Regions from separate parts of the Sus scrofa genome. Here region 2 is linked to region 1. The links are chromatin contacts, called in public HiChIP or PLAC-seq maps. All regions are on one chromosome and are shown on one strand. Each heading gives the region's core, a stretch centred on a gene start, on an enhancer-like site or on the middle of the called end of the contact. The rest is flanking DNA. Distances are from core to core; before and after follow the strand shown. Region 1 overlaps TNIK (TRAF2 and NCK-interacting protein kinase). Region 2 overlaps TNIK (TRAF2 and NCK-interacting protein kinase).

Region 1 (6,107 bases), core at 1,581-4,080:
TCACATGAAAAGATGCTCAACAGCAATAGTCATTGGGAAAATGAAAGCAAAACACATTGGGATACCACTTCACACCCTCTAAGATGACTGGTTCAAAAAAAGAAAAAGCAGAAAATAAATTGTTGGTAAGAATGTGGAGAAATTGGAAACATCCTACATTGCTGGAGGGAATATAAACTGGCAAACTGTTTGATGGTTCCTCAACAAGTTAAAACACAGAAATACCATATACATGACCTAGCAATTCCACTTCTAGGTATATACCCCTAAAAGACTGAAAACTGGTGTTCAAACAAAAACTTGCATATGAATGTTCAGCAACAGGGCTCACTATATACAAAAGGTGGAAATAACCAAATTGTCCATCATTACATGAATAAACAAAATATGGGTATATCCATACAACAGAGTACCAGTGAGCTATGAAAAGGAATGAAGTACTGATGCAACATGGATGATACAGTATGGATGAATCTTGGAAACATTATGCTAATTGAAAGAAGGCAGAGGAAAAAAGCCATACATTGTATGAATCCTTTCACAGAAATATTCAGAATAGGCAAGTCTTTGGAGATAGAAACCAACCACTAGGCTACCAAGCACTTGCCTTAATGGGTACACAGTTTCCTTTTGGGGTGATGATAAAGTTTTGGAACTAGACAGAGGTATGGTTGCACAACACTGTGTACTTAATCTCACTGAATTATACTTTTTAAAAGTATTAAAATGGTAAATTGCATGCTATGTGTATTTTATTAGCATTAAAAAAGGTGATGAGATTTTTTTTCAAAATAACAGAAGGGAAGAAACAGAAGGGCATGTAGATGGGGCATGGTTGACTACTGACTGAAGACAGTTGGAGCTAGTTTGGGGCACATTATATTGTTCTGTCTACTTCTGTGTGTTTGGGGAATTCGCTAAAAATACAATGTTAAAGAAAATCCCATTTATGTATATCATGGTTTAGCAGCTGTAGGAAGGGCCAAAGAAACATCCTTGGGTAGAAAGAAAAGAACACTTTCTCCAGTGAGCAAAACATGTTTGCGCCCCTTCTCCAAATCCCATTTTGAAAAACAGTGACCAGACCTCCTACAAATTTATCGATGGTGCCTGTATCAGCTGGAGAAAATGCCCCACCATTGAGCTCTACTGGGCCATGTAATTACAGTTCCCAAGGAGAGCAATGGAAGCCCAGTGACTCCAGTCTTTCAAAATTAGATTGGACAAAACACTTTCAGATATTCAGGAGGAAACAATCCTGCTATAGCTGGGCACTAATGTCAGTGATTTCTATAATTTGATTCGCCATTCAGCTCCAGCTGAAGGCTGCTAAATTCTTTTCATCTCACTATGGAACAAAATGATTGTTAAATTATATAATGGGATTTTTTTTTTAAGAAAAAGAAAGAAAGAAACCAGCATTTGCTAGCAATCGGTTCCTGCAGCCACACAGCAACACTGATAATTACTGCCACTGCACAGCAGGGACCTACCCTCACCACAAGTAACCTCATCACATTAATAAACAGAAACAGGGCTCAACATGCCAAGCCCAGCAGCGATAAGTCAATAACTTCACATCTCACAAGCAAGAAATAATGCATCATTAATATTCTCCAGGAAAGAAAGTCCTCAAAGAATTGATACTAGGGCAACAATACTTGCTAACACTTACAGAGGAGTTGCCATGTGCCATGCACTGGGCTAAGTGATTTGCAGTTATTATTCCATTAATCCTCTTTCTCTTTAATTCCCTTCTCTTTCTTTCTTTGGAAATGCTTATCCATGGTCTATATACTCATTAAGTAGCTAAAGCAGGGTTGAAAGCATCATGCTTTCTCAAGTAGTAGCCATCTGACCTTGGGCATGTCCCCTAACCCCACTGGGCTCAGCACCCCACCACCATCATTATAAAAACAAGATAAAATCATCAGCCTTATATGTTTGGTGTGAACATTAATTGTGTCTCTGAATGTAAATCTTCTAGTAGCCAGAAATCTCTATGTATCACTTATCCATTCTTTGGTCTGTTTGCATTTCTAAAAAAAGCTTCCAACTTGGAAGACAGCATTAACAGTTCCCCAAGACCTACTTCCCTCTGATGGTGAGAAAGCAGCTGAAAGGGCACCTATAAAGGGCACTGGGCCCGTGTGCTTCTAAAACTTCCATTCATGAAAGAACACCAAGGACACATGTCTTTTTTTTCGAGCTCGTGTCACACAGCAAGAAGACTCCGTGGTACATTCCAGGACACTGGATCTTTTTATTTGGAAAGTCAGATGATGGTGGAAGAGGTTTAAAAAGAATCTTACATTTGAAATTCTCACTCAACATTACCTACATAATTGGGTCAGAAAATTAAATACACCTGTATGTCACTTAGGAAGCGAGGAGGAAGGTTAAGTTGAAGGTGAGGATGAACCTGTGCTCGGGCACCACGGGGGCTGGGCCTGGGCGCCGATCTGGAACAATGTCAAGGAGGAGACATTGAAAAAGCAGCACGGTGTGTGGTGCAACCCAGCTGTCTGGGAAAGGGTTGCTTGGATTATGGGATGCAGGTAGTTATTTCTATGTAAACTAAAATGGCTAATTTTAAAAAACAAGGTGTTCCAATATATTTCACAAATTGCATGGCTGTGCATCACTTGTTTTTGTCTGATGAGCAGGATGTTTTCTCTTGGAGGTTGTGGAGTGAGTGGGTACTTATCATTGTGTCCTATGCTTTCTTCCTCCTTTAGGACAGTTTTTTTAGAAAAAGGACTTTGGCCTCAGCTGATTCCAGGGGGAATTCCAGAAGCACCATCTGAGTTCTCACTGAGGTCACCCACCCCCTCACTGGGAGGGGCATAGGTTTGGACTCAGCAGATGTGGTCACTTCTTACTTGCACTTTCCAATCCCAGTCACCTCTGAAAGAATTTAAAAAGGTTTATGCTCAGAGCCAGTCTAAAGGCTTAGGATGATTTCTGGGTTCCCTGTGGTATAACCAGTTTTAAGTTCCTATAACAAGAAACAAAGCTTTAAGGTATTTTAAAACTGTAGGACTAGCGCAGAATATGTTGACAGGAACACATTCCTTACAGATGTCACTAGTCAGTCGCCCACAAGAAGAACTGACTACTAACAGATTCCTTCTCTTTTATAGTAAAAGAAAGGATGGGAGATGGGGAGAGGAGGAGGGGGAAGGAGGATGAAAGTCTACCTAAAATGAAAGAGGTTTGCACCAAGCAACTTCAGGGGCACCCTAAGAACAGGAGAGGAAAGATAAACTTCCAAGAATTCACAAGATTGCAAAGGATCAGCCTACGAACCTTGAAGGTCCAGAAACATCAGCAAGGCACAGGATATTTTTATCATGTGTAGCTGGGAATAGCTGCAGATCCCATCTGCATGATTTATGAAGGTGTAAACAAAACTCAAACTCAGTACTTTGTTACAGAATGCTGCTTCATGTGCCAAAGGTAGTTTAAGTTGCACAATATAAAATGTGTGTACAGAAGTACAAAAATTGGTGGGTATACAATTTATCATTTTATTCAACTGATGCAAAAATAAAGTCAAACTTTATTTTCATAATAAAATTAAAACTGTTGGGAATTTCAAACTGGAAAAGCAACCTAAGTAGGTTTTTGCATTCATTTTTAAACTAACATGTATTGGGGGGTAAAAACTCTTTGGCTTCTGCATTATATTTTTGGGCTTGAAAAGAGAATGCCTGAACTACAAATCCTTAGTCTTCTGAAGATAAAAAGATGAGTTCCAAGGATGTGAAGTCTCAGATTTTGTCAACAAAGTTTCTAGATATGAACAACTTTGTACCTTGAGAATGACAATGACCGTTTGAATATTCGGAGCCAACTGGTGTTTTAGCTACAGGAAGCCTGCCCAAAGGACAGCCCACTAGAAATGCTCTGTAGCCGCCCATGTCTAAGGATACACCCATCTCAGAGACAGCATGGCAGCATTCAAGGAACGAGAAGTTAGGCGCATTTTGGATTTGGTACTTGGTGCTCAAATTTCTCAGGATGCACCTAGGATCTTCTGGAAGGTATTTTCTGTTATATGTCCATTTGAGCCATGGACTCAATCATAGTAACTAATTAACCTTAAAGGCTATAAGAAATTTATAGCTCTGCCTCTCAGAATGTTATACTCAAATAAGAGAATCTGAGGTATGGATCGAGGAGCAAGTTTTCAGACAAGTCAAAAACAGGAAAAGAGGAGTTCCTCTCATGGCGCGGCAGAAACGAATCCGACTAGGAACCATAAAGTTGTGGGTTTGATCCCTGGCCTCGCTCAGTAGGTTAAGGATGCAGTGTTGCCGTGAGCTGTGGTGTAGGTCGCAGACATGGTTCGGATCTGGCGTGGCTGTGGTGTAGGCCGGCAGCTACAGCTCCGATTGGACCCCTAGCCTGGGGACCTCCATATGCCATGGGTGTGGCCCTAAAAAGACAAAACGACACACACACACACACACACACACACACACACAAACCAGGAAAAGAAAAAAAAAAAAAACAACCCAAAAAACTGGCTCTAGAGACTTAGTAACTTGGTATTTAAGAATGTTGAGAAATGCAGCATAAACAGGAACATTGACTTTGTCTCAAAATTAACCTAGAATAGGAACCAGAGGGTTGTCTAGACCATTAGCAGAGTAACTGTGGGCATACATAAAGTCTTCCTTTTGCTAAGGTGGAAAGGGGTTTAGGCATAGTTCAAGTGAAATTCACCGAGATAAAAGAAGAAATCACTTTCACATGCTTGTCATATAATCGCCCATTAAATGGCTCCATTAAAGTTGAACTCAAGCCCAGCTGCAAAGTATGAAATCAGGTGTAGCTTTACCTCTGTGTTTGTATCTAAGTAGCTTACATCCTGTCTCAAGAGGTCATGCAGTGGGGCAGCCCCCAAACTTGGAGACTGTTTATAATTACTCCTACTACTATTTTAGGCACTTAAATTCAGCCTTAAACTTTTCTACTCAACAATAAGAATATTCAATCATTTCTCCAGACAAGCAACCTAAGCTGTATTTAAGAAGAAAGAGAATTCTCTAGAAATAAAAGTGCCAGATGCTAACTAAATGCCATCCCCCACCCCAAATGAAAGTCTCATGTCTGATGCAAAAAACTAAGAAAGGAGTAAATTTCAATGAACTATGCAGAAGATTCAGTTAAGGTGGTTGGATTTTAATGGTACTAACTGTAGCACATTACATTTCAATTATAAAACAACCCAATATATTAGTAGGCATGATTTTTTTACCAAACCAAGATGTTATAGCAATGTAAATCCAGACTATAATAAACTTGGGTGTGTTGGCTATGACCAACATCACTACAGATTCTAGAGAGGACCTCTCATTGGTAACTAAATGACATCTTGGTTTATCACAGCACCTCATTCCTAGATGATCTCATGCAGGGTGTGGACAAATAATGTCAGCACATGAAGTGGCACAGGCATGGAAGACAGCTGGTATTGACAGGGCCCCTGCTGGGCTACTGCTCTGAGGTACTGCTGCTATTTGGGACTTTCAGGCCCCAAAGTTCCAGATCATCTGATTTTTCCAAACCTTTCAAGGAATCCAGACATTTGTGTGCAACTGCATGATTTTTTCTAATGTTGGCATAATTAAAGCACTACTACTTTAAGCGAACCAAACTAAACACCTTTACCAGGACAGAGGCTTCTGGGTTGATAGTTTATTTATTTTCATATTTTTATTTATTTACTTTTTCATTACTCAATGAATTTATTACATTTATAGTTGTACAATGATTGCCACAATCCAATTTTACAGGATTTTCATCCCATGACTCCAGCGCAAACCCCCACCCCCAAACCTGTCTGCTTTGGAAACCATAAGTTTTTCAGTGTCTGTGAGTCAGCATCTGTTCTGCAAAGAAGTTCGTTGTGCCCTTTTTTCAGATTCCACATATCAGTGAAAGCATTTGATGTCAGTGTCTCATTGTCTGACTAACTTCACTTAGCATGATAATTTCTAGGTCCATCCATGTTGCTAAAAATGCTATTATTTCATTCCTTTTAATGGCTGAGTAATATTCCATTGTGTATATGTACCACCTCTTCTTGATCCACTCCT
Region 2 (6,107 bases), core at 2,329-4,828, 220 kb after region 1:
GAAGTGAAGTGTGCTGATTGATGGGTTGTCCTGCTCTGGGCAGCATGCAATTGTCCAGCAGGTTTCTGGGAAGCAGGTCCATTGCCAGGGTCCCAGAAAACTTCTGTAGTAAGGCTTTCCCAGGAATGTGCACACAAGGATGCCCTAGATCTGACCCAGCTTCCAGTAATTAACCAGGCTCAAAAATGATCTAGGATCAGCGGGTTGTTTTAAATTGTGGCAGACATACTCTGGACACACAATACTCTTGCCATCCTAGGATTAAACCAAAGACCTAAAACTTTAAGTTTTCTCAATTTGATTCATAAGGGTTTTAAGAAATCATACATGAATGCGTGCCCTGATGTCCTCATTTTTCCTCATAAAAAATGCTAGCTCCAGACCGCTCCCAGAAAGACCTTTCCTACCCAACAATATTCTTTGCTATGCTGTTTTGTAAATTAAGTAAAATTCCATTGTATTCTTCATCTTACTGAAAAAAAATTTTTTTGAAACCCTAAAAATGAGGAGATTGAGGAAGAGATCAATCACTAGAAATGAAATTGAATATGTAATAAAAACCACCCTACAAACAAAAGTCCAGGACCAGATGGCTTCACAGGTGAATTCTACCAAACATACAAAGAATTTATACCCATCCTTCTTAAACTATTCCAAAAGGCTGAAGAAGAAGGAACACTCCCAAACACATTCTATGAAGCCACCATCATCCTAATACCAAAACCAGACAAAGATACTACCAAAAAAGAAAGTTACAGGCCTGTAGCTTTGATGAATATAGATGCAAAAATTCTCAACAAAATTTTAGCCAACTGAATCCAACAACATATAAAAAAGATCATACATCATGACCAAGTGGGATTCAACCCAGGTTTACAAGAATGGTTCAACATACACAAATCAATCAACATCATACATCACATTAGCAAAAGAAAAGTCAAAAACCACATGATCATCTCAACAGATGCAGAAAAAGCATTTGACAAAGTCCAACATCCATTCATGATAAAAACTCTTACCAAAGTGGGTATTGAGGGAACATACCTTAACATAATAAAAGCCACTTATGACAAATCCAAAGCCAATACAATACTCAACAGAGAAAAGATGAAAGCCTTCCTGCTCAAATGTGGAATTAGAGAAAGATGCCCACTCTCACCACTTTCATTCAACATAGTATTGGAAGTCCTAGCCACAGCAATCAGACAAACAAAAGAAATAAAAGGTATTCAGATTGGAAGGGAAGAAGTAGAGCTGTCACTCTACATAGATGACAGAATAGTACATATAGAAAGCCCTAAGGACTCAACACAAAAACTAATCAGGAGTTCAAAGTTCTTAACAAGAGGATAAGGTCCTGCCAAGCGATTAGGCAAGAGCAGAGGATTTAGGGGCGATGAAGTCTCAGCATGGTCTCTGGGCGCAGCTCAGAGCAAGGCATCTGAGGACAGGAGGTGGGGACCATCATTTTATGGAATGTCCATGAGCACCAACGTCCACCCTGGAATGATGTGTCCCTATAGGACTCAGCAATGCAGAGACCAAGTGAAAAGCAGATGGTCAGATGAATATTAAATGTGGGAGTATCAGGAGAAATTGGCAGGAAGGAGCAAAGAAGCAATTTAATATCAACTTTAAAGGGCAGCTGGAGGAATTAAGCAATGCATTTAAACACAGCCCAGTGTCTCACACAAAACGAGAGCTCAATAAATTAGCTGTAGTTGTCACCGCTGCTAATGCTGTTGTTATTTACTTCTAGAACCAAGCAAAGTGATCCCTGTCTCCTAGGGACTTGTGAAATATGTCAGCAGTTACTCCTCAGTTAAAAGGAAAATTTACAAGCAATGTGGGGTGTTAAACCCTTCAAACAAGAGATGCTAATGACCATACATTTCTATAGGTTTCCACGCATAGTTACTTTTGAATAGTTGGTGGTTGAGCATTCTTTAGATAACGACTAAAAAATAACTGGTACCATTTTTACTATAAATATGGCAGTACAAAAGACTTAAAAAAAAAAAGAATGAAAAATAATGCTCTCTTTAGAAAGGCCATGTGAGGCTGTTCTAGGGTAAGACAATCTGAGCCCGTGTATTCCATTATTGCTGCTCCCACCTCATTTGAAAAGGATTTGCGGAAGTTGGCAAAGACACATGCAGAATAAAATTAGGAAAAGAAAGTGAAGTAATGTCTAAAGAGAACTGAAGGGTAGGAGAAAATATTTGATGCCCAATAGAAATGAATGGACATGCAAATAGGCCTCTTTTCTTGGTGCCAGTAGTAGGTCTCAAATTTGACTATGAATCACCTGGCAGTGAATGCAAAGAAGGAAAAAGGATCAGCAGAATAATCAAGGGTTTCCAAAACTAAGGGGAAATTCTGGTACTGTTCATATTGAGGTATGAACATTTTTTTCCTTCATAAATTGACAGTAATACAATGGAAATGTCTACCAAAGTATCCTTAAAACAGCACTTAGGGAGTTCCCGTCGTGGTGCAGTGGTTAAAGAATCCGACTAGGAACCATGAGGTTGCAGGTTCGATCCCTGGCCTTGCTCAGTGGGTTAACGATCTGGCGTTGCCATGAGCTGTGGTGTAAGTTGCAGACGCGGCTCGGATCCCGCGTTGCTGTGGCTCTGGCGTAGGCCGGCAGCTACAGCTCCGATTATACCCCTAGCCTGGGAACCTCCATATGCTGCGAGAGCGGCCTAAGAAATGGCAATAAGACAAAAAAAAAAAAAACAAAAAAAAACAGCACTTAGTCACTTGATTAAAAGGTCCCTTCTTTCAGAGTTCCCACTCTGGTGCAGTGGGTTAAGAATCCAATTGCAGAGCTTGGGTCACTGCAGAAGTGCAGGTTCGATCCCCAGCTTGGCGCAGTGGGTTAATGAACCTGGAGTTGCTACAGCTGTGGTGTAGGTTACTGCTGCAGCTCAGATTCAGTCCCTGGCTGGAGAACTTCCATATGCCATGGATGTGACCATTAAAAAAAAAAAAAAAAAAAAAATTATCCTTCTTTCATCCCCCCAAAACACCCTTCATTCCTAGTGGGAAAGACAAAGTACCAGAATCAAAGGATAGCTCTCTGAAATTCAGAATTCTTTTCTATATTGCTTTTTTAGTCTTTTTGTTCCAGGGTAGGCAGAATCACACCCAGCTCAAATCAATTAACATTACCATCTTTTGGAGGAAATAAATTCACACACTTACACATTACCCATATAATCACAGGCCTACAAATAAATACAGCTTCCAACCTAGAACTCTTTACAAGCAAAACTATCCAGAAATCCTGAGAACATAATGAAGACATATTCAGGTATGCAGTGTCTAAAATTTTCTACCTTTTCTCCAAAAACTCCTCAAAGACATGTTCCCTGAAAATAAAGAAATAGGCTAAGAAAGAGAAGACAAGGAATCTAGGGAAAAAAAATCCTACACAGTGGGGCAAAGCAGGAGCGTAAAAGGAAACCCCGGGATGGCAGGACAACAGGCCATCCAGACTGGAGGTGATCCAAGGTTCCAGAAGAAGTGGCTCCAAGCAGATGAAAGGAAAGCTAAGATGAAAGATGAAAGCTAAACACCTGCTGTAGCTAAATATATTGTCAGAGGGCAGCTCTTACGCGAGCAAGAGTCCAGGGTATAGCAGGGATGAGCATACAAGAAACTAAGAAAACAGACAATAGCTCGCATTAGAAACAGCAGTAAAGTACTACATATCCCCATTTGCTTGACTAAAAAAACAATGGAAGCATAGTAAGAAACTAATAGCAATGACTACTATAGGAGACGACGAAGGCAATGGATAGATTTGGACAAGAATAGAGGTTCAAGTGTACCTTTTACATTGTTTTCATTTTTGAACCATGGGAATAAATTACCTACTCAAAAATTAATTATAAGAAAATAGATTCTAAAAATTTTTAAAAAGGAGTTGATAGGCCAGTGGCTTTACTTGGTCTTGTTTTGCACATAACAGCAACCACTGCTGACCTCGGCCTGGCTTTCCTACTGCGCCCATCTACAAATGTCGAAGGCAAAAAGTCCCCAGACATGGCTACAGCCATGAAAATGACATCAGTGATAAAGAGAGAAGTGGGAGAAGCATTTCCAACTAATTAAAACATGAAGTGCAGCCATTTGTTTTCCATAAAGTGGTACTGGCTAGGTACGACTTTAAAAGGTCACATCTAGGACCTATGTAAGGATATAGAAATCAGATAACAAACTGTTTTTAAGGGGGGCACAATTAGAATTTTGAGCAGGGCAATTATTTGTTAAGCTGGACTACCCTGCTTATTGCATGGAGGCTAGCATCCCTGGTTCCTGCCCATCGAATGCCATTATGTCACCTCATTCATGATGACAACCCAAATGCTCCTTTCACCCGCCCCATGTTTCCAAAAGCCTCTGAGAACCACAGTAAGGAATAAGTAAACAGAATAAAAATTAAAACTTGCCAACTTTGTTTCCTATCACTTCAACTAATTTTCATCAGTTCATTAATTTAATGAATCTTCATAACACATTCGTTAAGAAATGATGAGCAATCTGATCTTGCATATGTTTGGCTGTTACTAAAGATAGTTTGCGTCTTGAGTTTAAAAAAAGGGAGCTAAAGAAAATCTGAGGAATCTAAAATGCCTGCCAGCCTTCAGTCAAACCCACTTCACAACTGCAGAGTGTACAGTTTAATTTTTTTAAAAATTAGGTTCGTCTATATTCTCTCATTGATTACGCTAATTAATTCTCTTTATGGGGCCTATAAGCTTGGCAAGGAAAATATTATTTTCCCCAGTTTCACAGACATGGTGTCTTAAGGCTTGGAGCAGTTAAGTGATTTTTCTAATCACATAACTGACAGAACTTGGGGTAGAAACCAGGATTTTTTGGTTGCCAGGCTGGCACAACATCTCCACTCAGCTCTAATACTTACTTTAGACGGTAATTTCTCTATGCTAAACCTATAACACAGCAAGTCAATTCAAACTTTCAACACAATTAGAAATTTGAAATCCAGCATCTCTTTTTAAATCATTATATAATGGCCAGATATAACAGTCCTCAAAATGGTACAGTTTTTAAAAATCAATAAAGCTGACTTTATAAGTCAATGAAGATTGGCAGAGGTAGGTACAGTCATTATTTCATTTTATAGATGAGGAAACAGAGGCAGAGAAAAGGATAAGCAGTGTGTTAACGGTTACACATCAATTAAGTGTGGGGATTTGAATGCAGGCAGTCTAACTCTGTAGGGAAAACTTAATATTAAATTAAAAGATAAATCACAAGAAAAACTGGTAGGTGGAATGCTTTAGGTGAACAAAGAAATGTTCCCTTTAGCTTTTGTAAATGACATATAAATCAGACTCCCTCATTTTCTTGTTGATTTGTAAAAGTGACTCACAGTATAGAAACACTCACATAACTCTGTCAAGCTAGCCAGTACTTTAATTACTCAAGTAAGGGGCACTTAATAATCAATTTTCTACACTTTATTTTTTGTAGAAACACAGTAACCTTGAAATATTTAAATTAGGCACTTTTGACCATCTCTTTTGGTTGACATGAAGGTCTTAAAATTTTTCTACTCTCAGTTTACTAATGCATATATTAAAAAGTCTAAAGAGGTAAATGTACAAAGAACTCCAAAATACCAATTTGGTAAAAGATCACATTAATATAGAGGCAACCACTGAGTAAAAGAACAATTTGGAGAAAACAGATCCATTTAATTCAAAATAGCAATGGAGAAGCTGACTCTATTCTACTCTACATAGGTTTTGTTGGCCATGACTGATAACCAATGCAGAAGACTGACAGATTTTCTCCTCTACAGTTTCTACAGAGCATCCCCAAATTTTTTTTTTTAAACCAAATTTAATCTCCAGAAGTAGGAGCATGATATCCTGCTAGGAAACACTACTTAAAATAAAAATTCAGTTGTCAAATAACACTAGTTTAGTACAACACCAGAGTCATGCTCATGCCTAAAAAACAGGCCAGGTTGAGGGTAAGAATTTAAGGAAAGCCCTGAGCTACAGCCAAAGAAATCATTCATCTAACTCCTCAGAAGAACTACAGCTCTACAAGCTAAGATTGGAAAG

Evidence for each region. HiChIP or PLAC-seq counts read pairs in DNA pulled down with a chosen protein or histone mark.
Region 2: a contact with region 1 is called in an H3K27ac HiChIP or PLAC-seq map of skeletal muscle. The contact joins two enhancer-like sites. A contact is called at or near these places in 2 of 2 datasets of contacts at active chromatin or transcription factors (alveolar macrophages and skeletal muscle).

The regions. Positions count from the first base shown.
Region 1 is chr13:109,782,606-109,788,712 of Sscrofa11.1, forward strand. The region is part of intron 4 of TNIK (TRAF2 and NCK-interacting protein kinase); the gene reads right to left. Among named protein-coding and RNA genes, the nearest start is that of SLC2A2, 170 kb to the left of the region's middle. Within about 2 kb of position 2,831, at least 4 of the 83 cell types and tissues checked have an H3K27ac peak or open chromatin away from gene starts, as enhancers often do. A contact at or near this core is called in skeletal muscle, where this site is marked.
Region 2 is chr13:109,998,128-110,004,234 of Sscrofa11.1, forward strand. All of the region lies in intron 1 of TNIK (TRAF2 and NCK-interacting protein kinase), which reads right to left. Among named protein-coding and RNA genes, the nearest start is that of TNIK, 51 kb to the right of the region's middle. Within about 2 kb of position 3,579, at least 1 of the 83 cell types and tissues checked has an H3K27ac peak or open chromatin away from gene starts, as enhancers often do. A contact at or near this core is called in skeletal muscle, where this site is marked.